Regions from separate parts of the Sus scrofa genome. Here region 2 is linked to region 1. A link is a contact called in public HiChIP or PLAC-seq data. All regions are on one chromosome and are shown on one strand. The core of a region is the stretch at or near the end of the contact, and the rest is flanking DNA. Distances in the headings are between cores, read along the strand shown.

Region 1 (3,463 bases), core at 484-2,983:
CGGAAGAAGCAGTGAACGCCTAGCAGCGGTATCAAAATTTCTTAAAAATTCATTTGAATTCTGCACGTTTTACATTTGTACTTTGCTACAAAACATTTACAGTGAAAAATTTTGAGGAATTCCCTGGTGGCTGAGCAGTTAAAGATCTGGCATTGTTACTGCTGTGGATCTGGTTGCAGTCATCACTCGAGTTCAATCTCTGGCCCAGAAATTTCTGCATGCCGCCAGTGCCACCAGAAAAGAAGAAAAAACTGGGTAAAAGTAAGTCTGGGAATATGTCCCATTGTTTACTCACGCTGTGGCTAACACCAGAGTTGACAGCTAGAAAAGACCTTAAAGATCATTTAGTTCAACTGCCTTTCTTTTTTCTTTTTTTGCTTTTTAGGGCCGCAGCCCAGGCATATGGAAGTTCCCAAGCTACAGGTTGAATCGGAGCTACAGCTGCCGGCCTATGGCCTAGGCCACAGCCACAGGAACGCAGGATCTGAGTCACATCTGCCGCCTACACCACAGCTCAACGCCAGATGCTTAACCCTCTAGAGGCCAGGGATCGAGCCTGCAATCTCATGGTTACTAGTCGGATACGTTCCCGCTGCACCACAACAGGAACTCCCTCAACTGCCTTGCTTGAAAGATGAGGAAACAAAGACTCAGAAAGGAGAAGCTGACTTATGCAAAATCATACACCACTACCAGTATTACTTAAAGCCTAGATATATTGGATCAGTTCTTTTCATTAACACAAGAACTGACGATTTAGAAGTAGGGACGTAGGGAAAGGTAAGCACACCGCTCAGTAGTCTCTGAGCGCAGAACCACAATAATTCAGCCAGTCTATGAGCCGAGTGCAGACGGATGGAAGCTAGCAAGGGCTGGGGGTAACTTACGAGTGGAACATGGAGGCCAGCATGAGCTTCTCATTTGAGGTGAGGCGAGGCCGGCCGAATCGAATGGACACCGGGTAGTTAGCAGGGTTGCCCAGGTACTCCAGCACCTCTTTCCCATCGGCCGTATATTTACCATTCACGTCCACACCATTGATGGCCAGCACTGCGTGGCCCACTGCAGAGGCGAGGCTAAGTGTCAACAACGCCTCAGCCTGAAGATCCCTCCGGGGGGACAAGGGACCTGGCCCCAACTCTTCGCCCCCTCCACTTCCAACACAGAGACACCAGCCCACTCTTGCAGCACCGGGCCCCGCCCCCCGGGCCCGAGCCTAACCCACCCCGGATGCCGTCGCGCTGGCCGAAGGCAACCAGTACACGCTCGTCGTGCAGCTTGAGCAGCAGATCAAGAGGGTAGCTAAACGTTTTCTCAGCCTCGGCCCGTGGCGTGTAGCTGTCCAACTGGTAAATCAGGCCGCCAGCTTTGTTCACCACATACACACTGAAAATCGCCATTGCTGCCGCAGCGACTGCGGAACTGGGATTCGGCCTCCTCCTCCCAGCCCCGCCCCGGAACCGCAGCACGCGACACGCCCCTGGCCTCTGTTCCCCCTCCCGGTTGCAGCGTGCGGCTCGCTGCAGCGCTTGCGCACTGGGGCAACGCTTGGGTGTCAGTAACGGCGGAGATAGTTGCTGGACCTAGGAAATTGTTTTCCATCCCCTTTTCCTGGCCTTTAGTGCCCGGAAGTAGCAACGCGTCACTGCCTCACGCGTAGCGGCAGAGCCTAACGAGAGCGCGCGGCTGTGGAGCGGACACCTATATCGCTCAGGCTACTTCCGGTCCTGAGTGTCAGCTGCTCCCCGGGACTTCCTCCGCGTGGCTCCGCCCTTTGCCCCGGAAGCGCTCGCTGCGGACAGGGGTTTCTGGGCCTCTTCGCAAGCCGTGCTTCCTTTCTGTCCGACATCTTAGCGAGGAGGCACTACTGGTAGCTGCTCTCCCGGCTTCGCTATGGTGAGCCCAAGGAGAAGCCGTGTGGTTCTGGGAGCGGAAGGTGTCGGCGCACGGTTGACGCGGCATCGGAGGAGGGCTCCAAGAATTTCTTGCCGCGTCTCAAGGCGGGAGGGCTGTTAACCTTCCCCCATGTGCTCCGGCTGTGGGGTCTGGGCGGGGTGGAGAGCACAGGAGTAGGAGTAGCATGAGGCTGCCTTAAGAACTGGTTGTGTTCCCGCTTTTCTTCTACAGCCGCCCAAGGACGACAAGAAGAAGAAAGATGCCGGAAAGTCGGCCAAGAAAGACAAAGACCCAGTGAACAAATCTGGGGGCAAGGCCAAAAAGAAGGTAGGATGTGCCCCTCCTTGAACACTGAGGGAGACTGGGAGCGCCCATCTCCTCTTGGTGTACTAATAAGTGATATGTGGCAAGTGGCTTGTGAGGTCGTGGAACAAGTGTGTATGGAGATTTTTATTCCTATATCTAGCATCTAATGTTATTTTAATCAGACTCGTGGGGCTCAGCTGGTAGCGGAAAGTTTCCAAGATAATGGTCCCCACCCACCTCCAAAACATAATGTACCTTTGGTGTGCTTAACGGTAACCAGGTCTTTTTTATTTTGAATCCTGATTTTGTAATATTTGAATATTAATTTGAGAGTTTCTGCAAGTGCTGCGGTAGATTTCTGCAGGCCGAGGAATAAAAAGCTGTCCTTTCAGTATAGCCCTACAACTGTGTCAGATTTCTCTGACACAGGTTGTTCGGGAGGAGGGAAAGACCAATTGACTGGTTCTTTGATGAGCACTGACTTTTTCCTTTTTTTTTTTTGTGAGCAGAAGTGGTCCAAAGGCAAAGTTCGGGACAAGCTTAATAACCTAGTCTTGTTTGACAAAGCGACATATGACAAACTCTGTAAAGAAGTTCCCAACTATAAGCTTATAACTCCAGCTGTTGTCTCTGAGAGACTGAAGATTCGTGGTTCTCTGGCCAGGGCAGCCCTTCAGGAACTCCTGAGCAAAGGTGAGAGTGTTGCGTTGTATTGGTGTGTATGCTCTTGCACCTTAAATTGGCTTGACCTGTTCTTTTAAATGCAAGAGGTGCAGGCAGACCGGTGATTGTGTAAAGCAGGGTTCTTAGCCATTTTTGTGCCATAGACACCTGTGGCAGTTTGGTGAAGCTTTGGGATCATTTCTGTTTTCAGGTGAGTAAAACACATAGGATTACAGAGGAAGCAGTTATACTGAAAGAAGGCTATTAAAATATTTTAAAACTTTTATGGTAAAATGTTTAAATTGAGTGGTGAGTCTAATTACTGTAATTTTATATTAGCATAAATGAGTACATAAATATTTTAAGCTGGAATTCCTCTTGTAGCTCATTGGGTTAAGAACCCTACTAGTATCCATGAGGATGCAGGTCAATCCCTGGCTTCACTCGATTGAAGGATCCGGTGTTACCGCAAGTCGTGAGGGTGGAAGATGTGGCTCTGATTTGTATTGCTGTTATTGTGGTACAGGCTGGCAGCTGCAGCTCCAGTTTGACCCCTAGCCCAGGAACTTCCATATGCCACAGGTGCGACCCTTAAAAA
Region 2 (3,463 bases), core at 548-3,047, 58 kb before region 1:
CCAAGAATTTAAAATGGATATGCCTCTTCTTCTTGCAAGGGCACCTTGGACAATGGTATTCAGTGCCAAACAGGTAGAACTCAGTTCTCCAGTCTGAGATGCTATTTCTTCCTAGATCAGACAGTAGCCATCAATTTTCTCTATTCTGGGATCTTCATCCTATGGAGTTCTTCTGCAGTAGGCGCTTCTGTTGCTGGAGAAGGTGACAGCTGGCAGCTCTTGGACTCTATAGTCTAACTCATGGTTATCACTTCTCCAATAAATAAAACCTAGGGGACCCTGAGCAAACTAGGCTAGGCCTAAAATGCTAAAAATTCTGGGCTACAGGGAGCCCATAAAGAATCCAAAGTCCTAGAAACTGCTAGGTTTAAACAGTCCCTTAATTTCTCTGATTTTTGTTTTTTTGCTTTTTTAGGGCTGCACCTGCAGCATATGGAAGTTCCCAGGCTAGGGGTCAAATCAGAGCTACAGCTGCTGGCTTATACCACAGCCATAGCAACAGCAACTCAGGATCCAAGCCTCATCAGCAACCTACACCACAGCTCTACAACACTGGATCCTTAACCCACTGAGCAAGGCCAGGGATCCAACCCGCATCCTCATGGACACTAGTTGGGTTCTTAACCGTTTGAGCCATGACAGGAACTCCTGATTTCTTTGATTCTGTACAGCATGTTCAAGTCAAATTGTTCCAATGAAACTTACCTAGTGAGCATGTATATGCTAGAACTATTGTTTTTAATCTTCATAACAACCTCTGAGGTAAACAGGGCAAGCATCTCTGGGAATATGTTACAGAAGCAAAGATTGGCTCTGAGGAGCCCAGCGATCTGCTCAGGGTCACATGCTTAATCATGGGCAGAGAGCTGAAACTAGAATCCAGACCTTACTACACCTAGTCCAGCACTCAGGAATGTCTGCAATGGCAAAGAATACTGCTACCAGCAGGTAGGACAGGGAGAGATAAGCTGCTAGCCCACCCCTTTCTTATCTCAGGTTGAGGTGGGCCTCCACAGGCGCCAGCCAGTTTGCCTCTGCACAAGCCCAGTGGTGGCACCAGAGGTTGGGAATAAGAAGATCCAAGGGAGCTCCCACCTCCTTACATTGTAGTAACCTACGATGTGTCATGGATCGGGACTTTGAGAGTAGGCTGGGGCAGGGTGAACGTGAAAAGAGAAAAAGAGAAGGTGCACTTCTAAGACGTTTGTGTGCAGATTTCAGATTTCAGGGTATGCTCTCTTCTCTGGATTCAAAGTGGAACATCTTCCCAAAGTGGGTGAATCCCGCCTCGGACCTGTCTCACGTGAAAAGATCCAGGGAGGACAGCACCCTGTCTCGTGCAGACGAAGTTTCCTGGGTTGGGTAACTAAATCTAGAGCCCGAGGTTGCCAAACCTGATGGAATCCCATCCAGATCGCTGCGGGAACGGAGTTCCGTTCGAGACAATCTCTCTTTTAGGCCCGCCCCGATCAGCAGTGATTTCCCCCGCTAAAGGCAACCCAGCCGCTGGCCCTTTAAAAACTGTTCGAATCAGAAAAAAAAAGAGAGAGAGATAATCGACCCGACCAATAGACGACAGAGGTGGCAACTTGGGGCCAATCGTTGCACCGCTAGTGCGGAAGCCCGAACTTGCGAGGGTCACCGGCTCAGGACTCACCGCCGTTGCGGCTGCGTTGCCGTTACCAGACATGGCCGTGCGCGGGAAGTAGGCCGGGAGCTGCCGCCAAGGGTCCCCTAAGGTCCGCGGAAGCCGAAGGTCCCGGCTGGCGGACACTGGGCACACACAGGGATCAAGCTCCTTCTGCAACCACACACTCCCGGCGCTAAGGCCTACGTAACTTCCGGTATCGCCCCCTAGGGCGGGGCCTCCCCTGGGCGCGAATTAGAAGGGTTGCAGCAGAAAAGACCATACCTTGGGTTACCGCCCCTACTCTACCAGGCTGGCCCCCGTGTCTTCCTCGTTTGAGACCTAGGTCCACCAACAGTTCGTTTCTGCTTTCGCCTAGACCTCGTTGTGAGCCAGGAACACCGATGGTCACGGGTTAAGATATGCTCCCTAAATGTAGCCACAAAATTAGTTCTTTGAGTACCTCCTACCACCACCCAAAGGGATCAGTTAAGCCAAAGGTAGGCGGACCGAGAGGAGGATTTTAACCCTACAATGCTGCGTTGGAAGTAAAGGCTCCTTGAACAATTTATGAGGCCCCTAAGCTAGATTCAACAAGGACAAATAAAAGAGGCCTGCTGGAATTCCCGTCATGGCGCAGTGGTTAACGAATCCGACTAGGAACCATGAGGTTGTGGGTTCGGTCCCTGCCCTTGCTCAGTGGGTTAACGACCCGGCGTTGCCGTGAGCTGTGGTGTAGGTTGCAGACGCGGCTCGGATCCCGCATTGCTGTGGCCCTGGCATAGGCCGGTGGCTACAGCTCTGATTCGACCCCTAGCCTGGGAACCTCCATATGCCGCGGGAGCCGCCCAAGAAATACCAAAGAAAAAAAAAAAAGAGGCCTGCTCCTGAAAGCTGTTCATCCAGAATTCTACAGCTTGACCTCCTCAGCTGTGGCACAATTAGTGCAGTTTGTGTGATACTGCTTCTGCTACAGCCTGAAGTAGGGAACATTTTTGGTCTTTTTGCCTTTTCTAGGGCCGCTTCCCGTGGCAATATGGAGGTTCCCAGGCTAGGGGTCGAATCAGAGCAGTAGTCACCAGCCTATACCAGAGCCCAGCAACACGGGATCCGAGCCGCGCCTGCGACCTACACCATAGCTCACAGCAAGGCCAGATCGTTAACCCACTGAGCAAGGCCAGGGATCGAACCCGCAGCTTCATGGTTCCTAGTCGGGTTCCTTAACCACTGCGCCACGACAGGAACTCCCCAACATTCCTGTTTTTAAAATGAGGAAACTGGCTCAGAAGTCAAAGGTCATGACAAATAACTGAATTGGGGATTTAACACATTGTTAGTGTTATTGAGAACAGGGCTTGTTAGAAAAAGTGCTCAACTCACTAACATTACTAATAGCCACACATTCACTACTGTACAAAGAACTGGATACCTGTCATTCATACCAGCCCCTGAGAGTTAAAGGATTCCAGCCTTGATTTATCTGCTGCTTTCAAAAGCACCTGGTATTTGACAGAAACGTTCTGCAGGTATGCTTTAAGAAATATGCAGTGGTCATCAGCCCCGAACCAGCTCTGACTTGACCATAGGAACGTGCCTAAGGCAGATGAGACCCGAAAGTGTCCTAAAGTTACCTTTGCTTCATTACCCACCATGCCAAGATCTCTGCCCAAGGAGGGGTTTTGTATTCTGCCAGGGACAACTCCTGCCATGCCCAAAAAAGCATGAAAGACTGCACACGCCCCAGCTGCACCTCTCCTGGAACCCTGATGATGCATTTGCCTCCTGCCCCTTCAATTCCCTTACTCCCCTCCCTTGGGGAGAATATGTCTTTAGAGC

What was found. HiChIP or PLAC-seq counts read pairs in DNA pulled down with a chosen protein or histone mark.
Region 2: a contact with region 1 is called in an H3K27ac HiChIP or PLAC-seq map of alveolar macrophages. The contact joins the promoter of HMBS here to the promoter of TRAPPC4 in region 1. A contact is called at or near these places in 1 of 5 promoter capture datasets (skeletal muscle), 5 of 47 Hi-C or Micro-C datasets (embryonic fibroblasts, heart right ventricle, liver and 2 more) and 2 of 2 datasets of contacts at active chromatin or transcription factors (alveolar macrophages and skeletal muscle).

What each region holds. Positions count from the first base shown.
Region 1 is chr9:46,240,466-46,243,928 of Sscrofa11.1, reverse strand. TRAPPC4 (trafficking protein particle complex subunit 4) reads right to left here and starts at 1,733. Exons shown (of 5, transcript XM_003129918.4): 1 at 1,226-1,733; 2 at 888-1,062. The coding sequence starts at 1,400. RPS25 (40S ribosomal protein S25) reads left to right here and starts at 1,755. Exons shown (of 5, transcript XM_003129920.3): 1 at 1,755-1,896; 2 at 2,128-2,223; 3 at 2,712-2,895. The coding sequence starts at 1,894.
Region 2 is chr9:46,298,428-46,301,890 of Sscrofa11.1, reverse strand. HMBS (hydroxymethylbilane synthase) reads right to left here and starts at 1,797. Exons shown (of 14, transcript NM_001097412.1): 1 at 1,658-1,797. The coding sequence starts at 1,690.